3 separate regions of the Danio rerio genome follow, and all the other regions are linked to region 3. Evidence: chromatin contacts called from public Hi-C data. All regions are on one chromosome and are shown on one strand. Each heading gives the region's core, a stretch centred on a gene start, on an enhancer-like site or on the middle of the called end of the contact. The rest is flanking DNA. Distances are from core to core; before and after follow the strand shown. Region 1 holds the start of kcnh3 (potassium voltage-gated channel, subfamily H (eag-related), member 3). Region 2 holds the start of plekhm3 (pleckstrin homology domain containing, family M, member 3). Region 3 holds the start of LOC100537744.

What was found. Hi-C and Micro-C count contacts between places; a contact is called where the count stands out from the background.
Region 1: a contact with region 3 is called in a Hi-C map of hematopoietic stem cells, with 3 times the contacts expected there. The contact joins the promoter of kcnh3 here to the promoter of LOC100537744 in region 3. A contact is called at or near these places in 2 of 18 Hi-C or Micro-C datasets (caudal fin and hematopoietic stem cells) and 1 of 4 datasets of contacts at active chromatin or transcription factors (caudal fin).
Region 2: a contact with region 3 is called in a Hi-C map of an unstated tissue, with 6 times the contacts expected there. The contact joins the promoter of plekhm3 here to the promoter of LOC100537744 in region 3. A contact is called at or near these places in 3 of 18 Hi-C or Micro-C datasets (caudal fin, embryo and an unstated tissue).

Annotation. Positions count from the first base shown.
Region 1 is chr9:29,777,058-29,780,115 of GRCz12tu, reverse strand. It overlaps kcnh3 (potassium voltage-gated channel, subfamily H (eag-related), member 3), which reads left to right and starts at 1,475. Exons shown (of 15, transcript XM_073912773.1): 1 at 1,475-1,554. It overlaps idh1 (isocitrate dehydrogenase (NADP(+)) 1), which reads right to left and starts at 1,517. Exons shown (of 9, transcript NM_201499.1): 1 at 1,389-1,517. The coding sequence starts at 1,422.
Region 2 is chr9:29,813,071-29,816,166 of GRCz12tu, reverse strand. plekhm3 (pleckstrin homology domain containing, family M, member 3) reads right to left here and starts at 1,759. Exons shown (of 8, transcript XM_021474190.3): 1 at 1,710-1,759.
Region 3 is chr9:30,358,567-30,361,266 of GRCz12tu, reverse strand. LOC100537744 reads left to right here and starts at 1,359. Exons shown (of 8, transcript XM_073912777.1): 1 at 1,359-2,193. The coding sequence starts at 2,133. zgc:162396 reads right to left here and starts at 700. Exons shown (of 6, transcript NM_001044782.2): 1 at 462-700. The coding sequence starts at 572.

The DNA.
Region 1 (3,058 bases), core at 226-2,725, 580 kb after region 3:
TGATTTCGGATACTTTTAGGTTTATAATCAAGTCTTCATGACGAGAAGAGTAGAGAAAATACAGGGAGAGGAGGAGAGAGACAGTAAACCAGTGTTTGTATTATGAAAGACTCAGATTCATAGAACTCAGATTCATAGAACTGGATTGGAGAAGCATTGTGCGTTATATGCCATGGCAATAATATGCTTTATAAGTTTGTAAAAGCAATACACTAAAATACCCTTAAAAAATATATATATATATTAAAATATATTAAAAAATAATATATATATATATATATATATATATATATATATATATATATATATATATATATATATATATATATATATGTATATGTAGTTTTATTAGTATTTTTATTTAATGCTTTGAAAAATAATTTAAATCTTTGCAGACTATAAATACATATGTACTATATATTATTTATTTAAATATGTGGGCAACAAATTATAGATTCATTTTATTTAAAAATTATTATATTATTCTTATTTTTTAAATTCAACTATAGGGGTGCGGCCAGGTAGGGGGCCTTACAAGATAATGTGCCCAGGGGCCCCTGAGTTCTTAATCCGGGCCTGCCTGTAGCCATTAACACCCAAAGTTGGAAAAACAAATATTATTGAAGTCAATATAGTAACAGTTGTCCTGTCCACCCATTTTTAAAATTAACTATCCCTTTCTAAAAAATCTGCGTTTGTAATATTGTTTTTAAAACTTTGTGTCTGTTTTTTTATATTTATTATGTTTTGCGGCTGTTTTTATCTGTTTTACAATTATTATGTTTTGAGTTAATTGGCAAGTTTTATATTTCGTTAGTTAATCTTAAACTGTGATTGGTTACATCTATTCAACTAGTAGAAAAGTATCACATACCACGTGATTAATGCAATGCCTCGTCTGTGTAGTTAATTATTTTTTACACATAATAAACAACATTTACACGAACTTATAACTATTTATATATAAAACTAAAAACAAAAAGAAGAGCTGAAAATTAAAATTTTGTTGTACCAATCGAATTCAATCCTAACGTTACATGACAATTGACCATTAGTTACCGCCAACGTGATCAAGCCCTGCCTGTTTTGGAAGACTTCGGTGCATTTCCACTCACCTTTATCGCATTTCGGTGATCCTTTCTTCTAATCTACCAATTTTTATCATCGGCTAACGTTAACGTTACATGCGGTTCACATTGTAGAATAAGCTAAATGTAATGGCGTGTCATAAAAGTACGCCACGTTTTGACGCCAACAAACAGAATAAAACGCGGTTCCTCTAAACTCAAAATAAATGGTTGATATATTTATCAAACTTCCCGGAAGGTGGAATGTGACGTTAAGTATGTAAAATAGGTAACGTTAAGAAAGATACATGTTCATACAACCTCCAAACCGCATTCTGTTTCTTGAAGAGTCCATATGCTCAAATCACGCTGCTCTCAATGTGCTGAAACTGTGTTTCTCCTCTATTTTAGCAGTAAGGAGGAGAGCCCATGAAAACGAGCAGTTTGTTTGACATCTCCTGAGTGAATGCAGAATTTAAACTTGACGGTAGGTGTCGCTATTTCATCACTCAATTTATAGTAGGTCCCCTGTGATTGCCACAGTCTGCCACAACCCAATGTCCTTACCGTCCTGAAGCCTTTTCTTTTCATTATATTATTTTTGCAATGTAAATATCTCTGAGGTAAGATAACCATAAGTGGCAAAGTGTGTAACAAGACACAAGTTAAGAAAAATGTATATGACCTATTAATAAGCTAGTTTAAAGTGTGTCGTCTGTTGGAATATTTCGGGCATCTGGAATGTGAGTCCGCTGGCCAAGGTGACATAACTTTTAGGACAGCGAGTTTAAGATTTGCACTGCACATATATGACTTATTTAAATAAGGCCTATTATGCTGTGATAGTTTAAAGTGTAGCATATGTTTATATGAAATATTTCTACCTCACAGGCGAGCGAAATTGTCAATCTTATTATATGCACAGTGTCTAGAGACTGCAATTTCTTTAACTGCACAGGAAAATGACAACAAACCCCATTCCCCCTCGTTACTCTGTTATTGTTGACAGCAAATCAAATATAAAAGAGCAAGTCAGGGATACCAGCAGAACACTTCTGCACACACTGTTTGATTTATCAAGGATGCTAGATGCTATGGATCTGGTTTAAAACACAGGTTGTTTGTGTTTTGAAATGTTTTAATTAAAGTTGTCAAGTGTTGTAATTTTCAGCTATTCAAATACTTGTATTTGTCCTTGACTCAACATGATTTATCGTATATTACTTTAGCCTACTTGCTTTTTTCATAAATAAAAACATGGTTTCAAGAAAAAAAATATTTCGTAGGTTGTACAATATCTGATCTGAACCCAAAGTTCCCTTCATATGTTTTCTGTTATGCTATTTATTCAAAAATATTTTAAAAGGAATAACAGGTTTTGCTAACTACTTTTCAGTGTCAGCATTATGTTTAATAATTTAAGATATTTTTCATTGAAAAGAATCTGCTGTTTAAGCTGAATAGAGAATCTTCCATAAATAATAAAAACACAATGAACTAGTAGAAGGATCCTCACCAGACTCTGCTCACCACGTGACATGACATCTGCTGGTTATAGCAACTAGAGAAAACCAGTAATATAGATGTAGAGAAGGGATCGTGGTGGCACACCGGAGTCCACACGGCATCAGTGCGCAGTCGCTTCACCAGTCAGAGCTTCTGTCTCCAACGCTGCCGTTACGCACAGGTTCATCTCGTCTCCAAACACCTGATTTACAGAGACACGTACGCGGATTTTCACCCTCTCTATGAAAGAATGTAAGGCAGATATGTAGGCTTTCCTCTGAAGGATATGGTCACTGTTAAGCTGCCAAAGTGGAGCCGCGCGTATCACGGATCGGGGCGCTCCTGCAGGGTCTAGGATGCGCGCCCGGAACATCCCGATTCTTACCCGGGTTCGGGGCTGAGCAGGACTCCGCTGCCCCTGCTGGGCGCAGAGGCGGGAGGAGGACGCAGTCGACCCGCACCAGGATGCCTGTGATGAGAGGTCT
Region 2 (3,096 bases), core at 510-3,009, 550 kb after region 3:
ATAAGACAAAGGCATATGCTCATTAACTTGATTTTGATGTACATGTGGCTTGAATGAGCAAAAACTATACGTCAAACATTGAAGTAAAGATGGTTTTATAATTGGACATTCATTCAGTGACAACTTGTGACATGCTCCCTTTATTGTTTACTTTGAATATTCGATTTGAAATCACAAAACAACATTAGCACTATTTACTTGACTCCAAACAATGTTCTTGTATTGTATTGTAGTGTTTATTGTATGTTTTACATCAGTACAACTGATAACCTTTACATGTGTGTGCTTTTTTTCCTTTTAAACCCAAAGTTGTAGCATCATGTTACTATATGTATAAGAGAACTAAAAAAAAAAACAGAGAAATGTGGGGGAAGGGGCAAAAAACAGAAAGAAGAGAAAGAAAAGAAGAAAAAAAAAGTAAAAAAATAAAAATTAAAGCAAACATATTTGAAGTGTTTTTAATAACGGTTCAATCACTGCTCTCTTTATAAAGTACTCAATAAATGGATTCCATACTACATGGAAATTCTTTGGAAATTCTGTTTTATTTTTAGGGAAAGCCTTAGCTTCTCAAGTTCTAGACAGGACATGACATCTTTTATTATTGTGGAGAAACATGGAGGATCTTTAAGTTTCCAATTTAGTAAAATCAATCTACGTGCCAAAAGGGTAATAATTCTAATCACTGTACGTTGATTATTAGATAAATCTGAATTATCACTGACACCAAATATAGCTAAAAGAGGCCCAGGGTATATTTGTTTTCCCACCACTTCTGATGTTAATTCAAAAACTGAAATCCAATAATTAACAATTTTAGAACAACTCCAAAACATATGACCAAGCGATGCCTGGGTTTGATTGCATCTATCACATAGTGGGTCTATGACAGGGAACATCTTAAGAGAGCTTTAATTTAGGTAAGTGGAGTCTGTGCAGAATCTTAGATTGTATTAAACCATGTCTGATACACACTGAACTAGAATGAACTTGTTCATGTGCTTCCTCCCATTACCAATTTTCAATTTCTGCTCCGAGATCCTCTTCCCATGCCATTTTGAGATGCTCTAAAACAATGTTATACTTTGATAATCATTGTCTGCTAGTATGATTTAATTTTTTAGAAATAATCATTTGCAAATAATATTTTTTTGTGAAATTATGTTATTAAGGAGAAAGATTGAATGTGTGAATATAAACTAACTTCACCTCTATATGTAAAACTACGAGCTATGCTGCTCTTACATGCATCTGCCTGTTTACACCAGAAGCTATTTACAAATGATAAACATTAGAAAATACTTAAACCGACAAGATTCATGAACAATCATATTTCATATCTTGTGAGAACTGCCATGGCACATTACTTGCAGTTAAAATCAAACAAGAAAGCAGCAGGTAATATACACGTGAATTTCAATTATATGTCTAGGTTTGAACAAAGTCTAACATTCATGCGTGTTTCTTATAAAATAATTGGTGCTTTAATTCACAAGTCGCTGAGTTTATCAGTTCAGCCGATGACTTCATGCTGCTAGTTAGCACACCGCTACATCATCTGCCAATGACATTTGTGTCATCTGAACGCGTTAACCTCCAGGCGATTATAACAGGTTTATGTTTTGGTTATAATGAGATAATCGCTAAAATAATACGTGCGCACATGTAAAGCGCGAGAAACGGTTAATTAATACGGGAAAATGACTCACCCGATACTGTTTACAATCTGTCACATTCAGTTCCGTCAGCGGAAATGCTCACCGGGTGAAACAACATCCAGCGATAAATGGTTCCGATTGCCGTTTTTTATGTACAAATGTCGTTTTTAAATGAAAACATCACAAAAAGTATCATGGTATTCCTTGATGCATCTTGGGCTACAAAATAAATTCATGGTTCATGGATATAATAGTTAACTTCCAGAAAAATGTGATAGCCTACTACAGAGTCTGATATTATCACAGAATAATGACTCCACAACATCATATATATATATATATATATATATATATATATATATATATATATATATATATATATATATATATATATATATATATATATATATATATATATATATATATATATATATATATATATATATATATATATATATATATCTGTGCCACAACATTGTTTCCTTCGATCATAATCTGCAAGTGTACCTGAAATCTACCATGTCAAGAAGTTACAGTAACGTCAAAAATGTCAAAACTCTTTCTTAAACTCTTATATTATATATTTATTTGTATTTTAATACAAATAGTCTACTATGGTTTTATTATGGTTAGTGTCAGTGGTGTAATCCTAAAATTAAAAAGGCTGGTGTAGCCTACTATAACACCCATCCTAATTTTTAAATGAAAGTACTCAAAATAAAAAAATTAAAAAATACGAAAGTCAATGTTTCTTTGACTCATTAATATCAGTTACCTGTATCTATTAACTTCCATGAAATGAAAAACAAATATGTCAATGCTGTGGCACAGAAGGAAGTGAAGGTCACTGGTTCAAGCCTCGGCTGGGTCAGTTGGTGCTTCTGTGTGGAATTTGCATCTTCTCCCTGCATTTGCGTGGGTTTCCTTTGGGTGCTCTGGTTTCCCCCACAGTCCAAAGACATGCGGTACAGGTGAATTGGGTTGGCTAAATTGTCCGTAGTGTATGAGTATTAATGAGTTGTTTGGATGTTTCCCAGAGATGGGTTGTAGCTGGAAGGGCATCTGCTGCATAAAACATGTGCTAGATAAGTTGGTGGTTCATTCCGCTGTGGCGACCCCAGATTAATAAATGGACTAAGCCGAAAATAAAATAAATGAATGTCAATGTAAGTCAATAGTTACAGGATCAGCAAATCAGCTAAACAAGCGAGTATACGAGGGTATACTTAGAATAATTGTATATGTATAGAATGTATCTTGTATCTTGAGTATGTGTATATGCATGGAGTGTATATGTATAGGATGTATCGAGTGTGTATATATGTAAGGAGTATATGTGTATGATGTTTATGTGATTCTCGTATAAACACCCACATTTACACACACACACACATACATATAAACTCGCAGCATGCAAACACACTACTACACACTTGCA
Region 3 (2,700 bases), core at 110-2,609:
AAGAAAAAAAAAACATTAATGAAGCGAAAATGTACAGCAAAAAAAAAATAATAATAATAATAAATAACTATTTAAAATATGCAAAACTATAAATCTTTGCTTGAGGGCACTTAAGTCAATTTTTTTATTTTAAGATGAACTATCCCTTCAAAAAAAAAAAAAAAACACCACATTCTTTTCAAGAATTAAAGCAACTTTAAAATTGTAATAATTAACGTTAATTATTAAATTAATGTCATCGTTAGGATGGGTCGAAGAATGTTTATTATCAAAAGCACAAGAATTATTATAATTATTAATGTAAATTAAGTTTAGCCCTATTATTTTACCAAGATGCATAACATGTAGATTATTTAACTATATAATGTAGGCGATTCATATTTTGGAAGGGCCTTAATAAACGTACTGATTCAGCTGTCGTGCACACAAAACCTCGAACAAAACCTCGCGGCTGATCTTACCTTTTTGTCCAGATACTGAAGAATAAGCTCCTTCAGCTCATCCGGTGGTGCGAATCGATATTGTTGATAGAGGGAGGCATGTTGTTTCTCTTCAAACATTCGTTCAGTCATTTTTCTTTAACGGCAAGTCTTTAGACGAACATTCAGAGTAAAGTTAATTCTGCACTTCTGCAGAGTTAATTATTACTGGATACTGAAGAGGCGAAACACGAATACGAGTTCATGTCAAATGGGTGGGAACAAAACGACTGCTAAGTCATGGTTTTGGTCATAATCGAGAATGACGTGGGTAGGTGGCTTAAGCTATTCTGAATAGCATACTACAGTACTACCCCATACTACTACTACTTCTGTCGTGCAGTATAACAATACAGTAGGCGTTTCAAGAGTCGATTCATTTACGTTGTAGTTAATGTTCATGCGAATCGTTTCTTTAGATTTGTCCGTTTACAGACAGACGTATGTCACTTCATCAACGCTGCTCTCTGAAGAGACTCGGGCATCCACTGGGCAAAGTTATTAAACAACAAAATATGAACTGTAATAAGATTTGCAGTTACGGAAGTCGCCATATTTTATGTTTACTTTTCCCAGTGTCATTCACGAGTTGTCGCGAGAGTTCAAAACGTTTTTTTTATTGCATATTATTTTACTTTTTTTACTACCATAATTCAGTTTAAATAGTCTCGTTTGACGTTTTTATTTTCATTCACTGTTTGTGAAATTAAAGTGGGAAGCTACTTGTTTTTTTACGCTAACGTTACATGTGTTTTTTATGATGGTGAAATAAAACAAATATAAAACAAACCGTTTGTTCAGAATGAAAATACCTTCATGCACTTGAGTATAATATGTTGTAAAAAAATGTTAAAACGTTTTTTTTTTTTTTTCAAGTAGGTCGCGCAATAAAACATACTTTTTTCTTGTTGAAACATAGCCAGCAGAGGGCAGTATTTACACATTTTTAGCCCTTTATAACACAAAATAGATCCAAATTAATCCCCAGGAATCATACATTCGTACAATGTTAAAAAAAATAAATCGACCAAACAACTTCCATATGATAAAAAAAGTCTATATACATGAATGAATAAATTAAAATAGATAAATGCATTTAATCCGTACATACAGGGGCGGATTTAGTGATTTGGGAGCCCTAAGCAATTCTAGCCCTGCAAGTGTGAAGAAAAAACACAATGAGACATTTAAAAGACACAAACATAACTGTGATCTTACTTAATCTAAGTTTAACTTTGCTATGTGAAATGTTTTATGTGCCATTTTCAGTTAATCTGTTTTCAAATATAAAATGATGCTGCTGATAAATACCTTATCTTAAGCAAATAGTCTACAATGTCAGTACTGTATGTTGTGTTTAACATCTGTCTTGATTATTAAAAGCATTCATTTATTCATTCATTTCCTTTTCGGCTTAATCCCTTTTAAAAACATTACAGTATATACTTGTAATAAATAGATATTTCAGTAGATGCAGTCATTCAAAAATTATATAATTGTAAATTTGCACATCATTGTTTCAAAACACGTTTCCTCTTTGCAAGAAAAGCTAACACACTTGTGTCCATCTTTTTAAAAAAAGAAGAAAGGAAAATATATTTTTTACTTCCTCTTTCTCTGCACTTCCTCTTTCTAAAAAAGACAGAAAACACCATGTACTTCACAATTTTGATATTAATGTTTTTAAGTGGATTTTGTTACAGCTCTCAACTAGGTGAGTGTTACTAACCAGATTCTAAATAAACAATATTTATTTTCTTAATTTTGTATTATTTTACTGATTAGTGGGTGTATTCTGTCTGTAAACTGAGGTATGGTTAGCTACAGGAAAATCTGAGTTATCTAAACCAGAACATTTAACTTTAACAATGCTCCGTGCTTTAATTAGATTTTTGATTTGCTGTACATAAATCTAGCCAGATTACTGCAATATTTATTTTTAAATGAACATTTTATATGGAAACAACAATCATGCCAGTACTGTAAATGTCACTGATTAATCCAAACCAACCACCAAAATAACAATTTTAATCTTTCATCAGTCAGTTGCTGTAATAATTCAATATACTGTACTTTCTAATAGTTTTTTTTAACCAATACAGTGTATCTACCAAGGCAAGCAGTCAAGACCAAAGATGAAGGTTGATTAAGTTTTTTCTTTCTACTGTAATATTGTATCTATTTATAAAACAAAAAATATATATTTGTGTGTATGTGTGTT